Regions from separate parts of the Mus musculus genome. Here region 2 is linked to region 1. The links are chromatin contacts, called in public promoter capture Hi-C maps. All regions are on one chromosome and are shown on one strand. The core of a region is the stretch at or near the end of the contact, and the rest is flanking DNA. Distances in the headings are between cores, read along the strand shown.

Region 1 (4,968 bases), core at 1,092-3,591:
TGGAGCAGTCACGGACTCACTCTCTTTTCTCCGGGGCCTGCTGTGGGGTGCATGGGTATCAACTATTCCATAATGGACCCTTTATTACCCAGGCTACCCAATCCCAACCAAGGTCCTGGCTAAGAAGACAGGGCAGTGCCACTAGGTGGCACTACTAGGCTGAGAACAGAGAAGGTCATGACAGCCTACAAGCTGTTCTAGCTGGACCAAAAGAGTCTTGGGACTTGGAAACAGGCCTAGGTGACATGGCACCAAAATGCTCATACTGTAATGATCTCAGGCAAGTCCTGAGAACCTTGGTGTCCACCCTTGCGGTCAAGTTTAAGTTCCCGGGAGCTTGGGTAACCAGTCTCTATGCTGAATTTCTAGGCAAGTGTTCTACCGAGTTATACCTCCATCCCCTCTCTGTTGAATTTCCACCCACACCAGTATGATGCCTACACGGAACTCCCCCAAGGCATTCCTGAGGTTTGGGAATTCCATCCCCTATCAGCACTTCATCTTGCCAGCTTCTCCCTTTCATCTATTCATTCAATAATCATTTACTGAGTGCCCAACACTGTGCTGAATTCTGGAGAAAGAATAGTGGATGAAAAAGCCACACTCCCTGCTTTTCGAGGCCTCATAGACAACAGTAAGCCCAAATAAATAACCACAGGCTTTTTAATAAAGCAGTGACCTTTAACGGGGGCCAGAAGAAGACAGATCAAAGGTCCTGCTTTGTTATCTGGATATGCTTTATAGAGGTGGAGGAGAAAAGGAAAGCCCAGTACAGGGTAGGCACACCCACTAAACTGTAGTAAGTCACGGCTGTACTGCTCTTAATCTCTGAATAGAAAACCCAAATTGACCAGGTGGCTGGTGTCAATAGATGACCAGAAGGTTCCACCAGGACATCCTTTCCCACATCCACTCTTGTACCGCCAAGGCTACCCTGCGCCCCCCCCCCAAGAAAATTAGTTTTGACAGGCAGCTCTGACATTTGAGGTCCCAAAGTCTACACAGCCCATTCTTAATCCCATCACAGGTAAAGTGAGATCCAGTCAGGCTGGTGGGTTCTGGTGGTCAGGAAGCAGAGGAGAGGATTTCAGTCGCCAGGCTGGGAGTGACAATGGAAGAGCCAGGCTAGAAAGGGCCGGAGCAGCATCCTCCGGTATAGACAGGGATATAGCTCAAGTGCAGGCACCACCAGGAGGAAGTCAGGGAGCAGAAGAATGCTCTGGTGCCAGGAAGTGACGTTGAAGGAAAGAGGGCAGAGGGATGCTGGATAAAGAATGGTGGGGAGCACAGAGCTGGACCACATGGGCAGGAGAGATAGCAATAGGGGAGGAATACCAACGGATCTCTTGGTCCCCAGCTCCCTCTCTCAAGCCCAGCTTCCTTCCCAAACTCCATCTCCTTCAGTTTCAGCAGAGGGTGGAGAACACAGATCTTGTTGCTGACCAGAAGCTCCTACCGACCTGACTAACATCCGGGCCAGATCCCCATCTCTGGAAGGGGTAGGGTAATCCACAGAACAGCAAAGGCACTGTAGTCCCCAAGGACTTTGAGAGGTCATGCCGTCCATCCCCTTGTCTCCCAATACCCAGAATCCCCAGACAGAGAGGAATCACATTTTCTTTACCCCTCTCTGGACATGAAGAGATAGATTCTCAGCTCTTCTCGGGACACTCTGCTTCCCATAATCCCTGGCTATGGTGAAGTTCTCCTGAAGATCTAGACTCCATCCCGCCTGCTGCAGTCTCCTACTTGGCTTTTCTATCCTGTCCTCTGTGGCTAGAGAAAAGCTTTTACTAGGTGACCACAGCTGTTCTTTAGGCTCTCCCCTCCAGCATCCCTTTTTTCTCAATAGGTTCTTCCTAAAAGGTAATCATAATCTCTCCTGCTGCAGTCCTTGCATCCCCTCCCGTGTCGCATCCTACGCCTCCAAGGCAAAAATACCCCCTTTCCCACCAGACAGTTAACAGGGCTGAGGAAGAAGGGGAGAGGTCCAGGATGCAGAGGATGAATGAAGGAGATGGGAGATTGGAAATGGATGCTCAGAACAGGAGGAGGAGGACCAGGACACCAGCCCCCACCCTCAACCCCCCAAGGCGGGGCAGGGATGGGGCCAGAGGGCCTCACCAGTATCCGGGTCTCCCAAGAAGGCGTCCTCGTCCTTACGGCCCCTCAGTGGGGCCGCAGGCGCTGGCTCGTCCTCCGGCAGCCTCGGGAAGCTGGTGATGCTCATATAGTCCACTGGTGAGTAGGCGCCTAGGGCGCTCTCCTGGCTAGCCTCGTTCTCAGCCGCCATCCTCGCCCTAACCCCCAGCAGCGCAGCGCCTGCCGGAAGTGGCAGTGAAGAGGGGGGTGCGAGGGCGGAGGGCGGGGTCTGAGCTCCTGGACAGCCGGGAGGGGGCGCCCCCACCGTCAGCAGTGTCCTAGTATGACTCGCCCCCGCCTGCTTAAAGTCTACTGATTGCAGCCTGCAGGCAGGTGCAGGAGGATGGGAGCCCAGAGGACAGTGGAAGGTTGCCAGGATGAAGACGCTACTCTGGGATCCTCAAACAATCCCTGGCCCTTCCTCCTTCCAGTCTGAATCCAGCCCAGATTCCATATGCTTCTAGAACCACAGACTGACTTTTGAGCGCAAATTTCTCTTTGATTTCAGATCCTCTTCGGACCACTCACTTCCTGGACTCCAAATTTCTCTGTGGTCGCCAAGATTCCCCTCTTCTGATCTCAAACTACTTTTCCGACCCCACTAAGACTACTTACTCTTCATACCCGCAGTGTTCTTTTTGACTTACGACTCTGACTTCATTTCATCCCAAGATTCCTTTTCAATCTCCAACCCCTACTTCATCCTGACTGCTTTTTCACCTGCAGGCCCCTCTTGAACCTCTCTTTTGATCTCACACTCCTTCCTGTGCCCTCCCTCCCCCAGATTGCTCACATTTCTCTTTTAAACCCCAACTCCTTCTGGAACTGCCCTGATGTATCAGCATAGGAGATTGGCCCTTCCTGAAAGCCCACCCCCAACTTTAAAATCTTTAGAAGCAAATCCTCAGATTCCACTCCAGGAAAAGCGATTCAGTAGGCCAGAGCATGGCCTTTGGAACCTTAATATTCTTTGGCATTTTAAAGAATGCTTGATGTGGTTCTGAAGTTAAAGTAAAAGAAGTAATAATGGTGTGGTAGAGCAGGGCGGTGGGATGGGAAGGATAGACGGCTAAGAACTTAGGAAGTAACTCCTTGGTAGAGTGCTTGTCTGTGTGAGGGTTTGACACACAGCATCAAAAGAAGAAAAAAGGAGAGGAGGAGGAGGAAGAGGAGGAGGAGGAGGAGGAGGAGGAGGAGGAGGAGGAGGAGGAGGAGGAGGAGGAGGAGGAGGAGGAGGAAAGAAACAAAGAAAGAAGAGGGGAAGGTAAGAAGGAGAATGTGTTTCTGTACTTGCCAAGCCCATCTCTGGAACCACTCTCCTAGCTCCAAGAATGATAGTTATAAGTCCAAACTTCTACTATTCAGTCCACAAGTAGGGAGATGGGATTGGTGAAGCTGTGGACACACAATATTCCTTTCTTTCCTGGTCCCTGGCTCCAGGCTCAGTGTGACTTGAACTGTTTTAGCATTTACCATGGATCATGGAGCTGCAGTGCTACTTATAGACAGCAGGGGGCAGCAGTAGATAGGGAACAGTTGCAGGAGAAAGGTTTAGGAAGAATGGAGGGTCAGAGCTGGGCAGTGGAATTGGGAATAAGGGATGGTGGTCTTCAGATCAATAGGCAAACTTATTTATGCCTTCTTCCCCATACAGAGGTTCTTATTGTTGGAGTCTATAGCGATCATTGTTTCTGTGACTCCTTCTATTCCAATGAGAGTTTTGTCGCCAATGAGATCTGTGTGGCCTGAGTGCTGTCCACTCCGTCAGTGTATGTAGAAGGCCCTCAGTGAGGACTGAACCCTCTCATCGGGGTTCAGATATCTTTAGTGAAGTCTTTATCTCCTAGAGGAAAGCCTGTTTCTTAGCCTGGTAATGCCATCTGCATCCTATAAGCAGGGCTTTTCCGAGGGGTCTGAGACCTCCAGAAAAAGCTCTGCCTTCTTAATATAGTTTGTGCAATTTCAATGAAGTGTGTATTTGTTCAGAGGGGTTGATGTCTCCTTGAGAAAGTATCTGTTCCCTCGCTGAGACCCTTGTCTATTCTACAAGGTCTGTATGTGCTTAGTGAGCCTTAAAACCTCCCCTCAGGATTGGGTTGGCTCTGGATCATATGTCTGAGCATGTGTTTTTCAGTTTAGGGTGGGCTAAGCATATGGTCAGTTGGACAAAGATCAGTGTAGCAGGTGAGTTGATGGGTCACAAGCCCTAAGTAGACATTAAATGGCAGGAGCTGGCTGCTTCAGACCTCAGATTCACTCTTGTAGCTAAATAATTAAAGATCCTTGTTTTGACAGTCTGAATTGTAAGATGAGGTAGTCCTTGGTGATAACTGTAGGAAGGAAGTGGAGGGTGTCCTGCTCGGCTTCCTTTTGGGTGAAGAGGATAGAGGGACGCCAGAGGGAAGTAAACTCAATTTGTGGCAGATAGGTGTGTACTTAGGTGAATTAAAGAATGTAATTTTTCCTCTTTATACTTGTATTATTTTATATTGCATAGACCTTGTATTTTAAGATCTGGCTTTCTGTTTATGTTAGTAAAAACAAACAATACAAGAACTCAGATCTGACCATAACTTGATCTTTATCTGCTCCCCGACTTTGTGACATTTCCCTTCCTTTTCTGAATTTACCTTTAGTGCTAAGAGAATTTGTGCGTTTGGAGCCAATATCTGAAGGATCCTCCTCGTCTTCACTTAAGAGTCTTGTACTTTACATCAGGATGGAGATTTATGGAGGCAAAAAGAATGACATGTCCTAAGAGGTGGGAGAGAATCAGAACGAGTTAGCAGGAAGGTTCATATTGGGGATCTGTGCCCTCAAGGTCGC
Region 2 (4,968 bases), core at 834-3,333, 570 kb before region 1:
CCGATGATGCAGATGGGAACAGAGAGGTCGCTGGAGCCCTGGCATGCTGTACCCTCTCCAACTTGCCTAAAGACAACCTCTACTTCTGTATCAGTAACGATGGGAACTCCCAAGTTCTAACATAAGTGCTGGTATGTAAAGTCCCCAGGCAGAGATGTTCAATGGGTAAGAGTGCTTTCAATACTTGAAATGTATTCTACACAGTAGAAAGGCAGGTTAAGGAGGCTGTCAGAATGAGACACGGGGCTTGTCAATTTATTAGAGAAAAAGGCATTGTTGGGGTGCATCTGACCAGGAAGATGTAGGGAGCCTGACGTTTCAGAGAACAGTCAGCTTCATTCTTCAGCCCTTATTGTTTGAACCTTCTACTAGTCTGGACCTGAGGAGAATCTGACTGGCCTAGGAGTCCAGTAGGAATCTAAGGGCAGGGAGTCTGTGGGTAGAAGGCCTGCACCTTCCTAAGTACAGGCATGCCAGGATCTTCACTCCAAAGAGCTTGTCCCCTGGCTGGCCCTCCTTCCTCATAGTTTTCAGGCCCTGTGATCTTTACTGTAAAGCGAACCATCTGGCTTCGATATGGGCTCCTGACTTACTTAAAGCTTTTCATGTCTCCAGCACCAGGAAGCTCTCTAGCCCCTTTATGTAAGCACTTGGGCATCTAAGATGACTCTCTCGCCATCTGGGCATAAGAGCCCACTGGACAACAATGTAGAATAGAGAATAATAAGAATCCATGTGGGGGGGCTGGTGAGATGGCTCAGTGGGTTAGAGCACCCGACTGCTCTTCCGAAGGTCCAGAGTTCAAATCCCAGCAACCACATGGTGGCTCACAACCATCCGTAACAAGATCTGACTCCCTCTTCTGGAGTGTCTGAAGACAGCTACAGTGTACTTACATATAATAAATAAATAAATCTTTAAAAAAAAAAAAAAAAAAAAAAAAAAAAAAAGAATCCATGTGGGAAGATAAGTCTGGGATTCACAGAGGTGGAGCCCAGGCTCAGTCGCCTGTGAGTGTCAAAACAGGGGACTAGGTCCCCCAACCCATGCTACAGTTGGATGTCCATCTGAATCTTTGGCTCTTTCCTAAAGAGAGCAGAACCCAGAACTTCTTGAAGAAATCAAGGAAGGAGGTCTTATCTTAATAAGAGACCACACAAAGGAAGATTCAACCCCATAAGTTGGCACTCCAGTCACCAAGATCAGATGAAGGGATCAGGTATGTGTCAGATGATCAACAAGATTCACTGAGAGGAAATTGGATGGAGTGGTGAGGAGGTGAAGGCTAGGGGGAACTGGTCACTTCCCAGAAGGGATCAAAGCCACTAAGGGCTCTCTGAAGGGATGCCAGCAAGCTAAGGAAAATGTGCAAGCCCTCTCCTTATGTAGCTGCATGCTTCACAACTTTTCCATCACTTGTTCCTGTTCAGGACCAGTGTGGCTGCTCACCCTCTGCATGAAAGGCTTTCTTAGCACATACCCCCATGGCTGGACTCTTCCCTCTGAGATTCTATTGTTCTTTGTACCACGTGACCCCCTTTCCTTCCTAGAATCCCTAGTCATTGAAATCCCCTTTGTTTACCTATCTTGGTCTCCTGTTCCCCCTGCAGTCTAAGTGCTAGGAAAGTGTCCTTTGCTGCTGCCTACCCAGTGCCTACAACATCACCCACAGAGCAGCAGGTTGATAAAAGTCACAAATGAGCAGGCAGCCAGGCCTAGGAAAGTTGGCCCTAGACAGCCAGATGAAATCGTAATGGGATGCAGATGGCCAGGAGGACTATAAATGATAAGAGAGGAAATTGGGAGCAGTTACCTAAATCTCCTGGGAAGTGGAAATAGAAAGTGAAAATAAAAGAATAACCACATTTTGCCTGATGTCTTCCAGCTTTGATCATATCCAGCAGGGTTGAACACCGGGCTCCTATGTGCTCAGTGTTAGGCTGAGCTACCGCTAACGAGATAGCCTTAAGATAATGAGGCAAAGCAACCTCAGCACGGCCTCTTGGCTGAGTGTTTAAAGCCCACACTGAGTTCACCATCTAACAGGAAAACACAGCTAAAGCCCGGCTACGTGAAAATGGGGAAGGAACCACAAGGTTGTGTATGAACTCCAAGGGGAAGGAAAGAGTCGGGGGAAACTATGGGAGAGACTGGGGGAGGAGGTGGGGTGAGTCCAGGCTGGCCTTGAACTTCTGATCTTTCTTCCTCTGTCTCCCAGTTGCTAGAGCTACAGGTACGTACCACTGTGCTCGGCTCTAGGACGTTTCATTTAGGACATAAAGATAGATAAAGAATTCATCAGGCAGAGAGACAGAAAATGTATTTCAGATGAGGTGACCATGTGAGAAAAGGGTATGGAAGCTTAGAGTACTCCCTATGCTCAGAGGACAGCAAGCAACCATCCCAGAAACAGGGCACGGGATCAATCAACAGATTTTTAAAAAAAATCACCCCAGGGTGTTAGAGCTGGAAGCTGATTTTGACTGAGGGAAAAGGGACTCTTGAGGTTAGCGAAGAGAGAGCTTCCTGAGCGGGGCTTGAGATGGTGATAAAGAGAGGTGAGTCCTTGTGAGGCCAAGTCTGACTGCAGCCCTTTCACTGATGCCTAGGGCCACATTGTTTTGAATGGGGCGCCTGTGTGCTCAGAGGGGCGGGCACAGACACTGCTGATTCCCAGCCTCCGCCCCAGGCATTCATCAGGCAAAGACGCCAACCTAGAGTAGAGGCCTGATATAACCACTGGGAGCAACGCACCAAGGACAGCAGGCACCGGTTGAGCAATCGATGTCTTTTCCTAAATAGCTAAAAGCTCCTAAAAGCGGGGAGGGGGTATTTCTTCCATCCATCGTTCATGGAGAGCCAGGAGCTAAGAAAGAACTAAGAAAATGGGACGTCTCCACAACCTGCACTTGTTAACAGTATTTAAGACCAGCCTGTGCTCTTTAAATCAGATGTTTGTTGGCTCAAAGATGCCTCCAGTCTTATTTAACTCTGCCTCGTGGAAATTGGAACCTGGACATTTCCGGGATGTACACAAGTGGGTGTGTTATGTGAATGAGTGTCACCCCAGGCCCCAGATCCCCGTTCCTCCCTAACCAATTCAGTGGGAACCTGAAATAAGGATGAACTCAGACGAGGACCTGAAGAGAAAGGAAAGGAAACTACTGGGCAGAACCAACTCTGAAATGGGCCTCAAACTCGGCGGCTGCAAAACCTATCCGCGAGACTGCACTGCCCCCAGGCGGCCACAGCGCTCTGCTCCGGAGACTTCCTGATGGATCTCATCACAGACTCAGTAGAGGGAAGACAAGAGGAAAGACCTTGTATATTTGTTTCTGGGCTCAAGCTGTTACCTGTTATCAGTTATTTTCCTCCATCTCCTCCCCGCTTTCCTTATTCCTTCTTTTTCCCCTTCCTTCCCCAGGAGTCAGCGTTCCTCCGGTTGTCCGGCTTGGTGGCAAACACCCGCACCCATCATACACCTCATTACTACTCAATGGTTTTCCTATTCATTTTCTCCATTTGTCTCTTTCTTTTCTTTTCTTCTTTTCCTTCTCCTCCTCCTCCTTCTTTTTACAAAGTGTTAACACAGAGATGCACTTTAAATCTGAGCACCCCTATGATGGGGTGAAACAACATAATGGGAACAATTCTATCCATTTTCTTAAGTGTGTGTGTATGTGATGCATATGAATGTATGCAGGTGTGTCTGCACATACATGTGGATGTGTACAGAAGCCAGAGGTAAATTTGAGATATTTTCTTCTATCATTACCCATATTATTTTTTGAGGCCTGGTCTCTCATTGAACCTGGCATTGCCACTTCAACCGGCAAGCTCTTAGGGTCTGCCTGTCTCCTCCAACCCTGCTCTGCTGTGGCTACAGATGTTCACAGCTGCTGTACTTGACTTACTACGTGGGTCCTGGACATCCAAGCTCAGGTCCTCATGCTTCTCCAGCGGGCAACCCTCTGAGCCAAGGAGAGAGGGGATAGGTTCCTGGGTAAGAGCAGAGCTGCAGTGTGTCTATGGTCTATGGGTTAGAAAGGTTGTTGGGGGAACAGCAGAGCTGACAGGAGCCCTTCAGGGGGCTCAGCTCCTGCTCTGCCTGACTTTACAAGTCCTGAAGACAGCAGTTCAAAAGCCCCCACCGAGGAAGGGCTGGGAAGAAAGTTATCAGTTTCAGACTCCAAAATAATCTAGCACGAATAGCTGCCCTTCCTGAGTCCTGGGGGCTGATGGGAGGCATCAGGTCCCCTGGTCCTGGGAGAACATCTGAGGGACAGCATGGCACATGGCAGGAAAGAAAGATAAATGCTGCAAGGTGACGCCCATTCTCGTAGTAGAGTTCTCACTTTCTCTAGCTTCCTAGTCTCACGTCAGTCACCTATGATACCGCAATTTCTCTGTGTTTTATAATATTCTGCTTATCCCCAGGCTTTCTTGGATCCCTCATATTTTTCATTTGTGGATTCCCTAGGGTTTGCCCCATACTCAGAGAAACAGATAGATGGCTATGTAACCAGGTTAAAGTTACCAGAGGGAGAAGGTGTTGCAGGAAAATCTTGCACCTGCCCCTTACTGATTGAAAGAGCAAGTGTAAGTTATTGTGGGTTTTTTTTTTTTTTTAAACACACACAAAAACCAACTTCCTACGCCGGGCAGCGGTGGTGTACGCCTTTAATCCCAGCATTTAGGAGGCAGAGGCAGGCGGATTTCTGAGTTCAAGGCCAGCCTGGTCTACAAAGTGAGTTCAAGGACAGCCAGGGCTATCCAGAGAAAACTGGCCTTGAAAAACAAAAACAAAAACAATCCAAAACAGACAAACAAAACACCTTCCCTAGGGGCAGGGAGACGGCTCAGTTAGTAAGGCGCATGCCAAGCACAGAGGGTCTGGGCGTGACCCTCAGTGCCCTTGTGAAACAGGCTGGGTCTGTTATCCCAGAGTCAAGGAGGCAGAAACAGGAA

What was found. Promoter capture Hi-C pulls out the DNA fragments that hold promoters and counts their contacts.
Region 2: a promoter capture Hi-C map of the HPC-7 cell line shows a contact between it and region 1, with 7 times the contacts expected there. The contact joins the enhancer-like site here to the promoter of Ggt7 in region 1. A contact is called at or near these places in 4 of 39 promoter capture datasets (the 3T3-L1 cell line, the C10 cell line, the HPC-7 cell line and 1 more) and 1 of 9 other capture datasets (liver).

The regions. Positions count from the first base shown.
Region 1 is chr2:155,512,505-155,517,472 of GRCm38.p6, forward strand. Ggt7 (gamma-glutamyltransferase 7) reads right to left here and starts at 2,342. Exons shown (of 15, transcript NM_144786.2): 1 at 2,125-2,342. The coding sequence starts at 2,293.
Region 2 is chr2:154,940,063-154,945,030 of GRCm38.p6, forward strand. No RefSeq gene overlaps it. Among named protein-coding and RNA genes, the nearest start is that of Eif2s2, 50 kb to the left of the region's middle. Within about 2 kb of position 2,084, at least 29 of the 459 cell types and tissues checked have an H3K27ac peak or open chromatin away from gene starts, as enhancers often do. A contact at or near this core is called in the HPC-7 cell line, where this site is marked.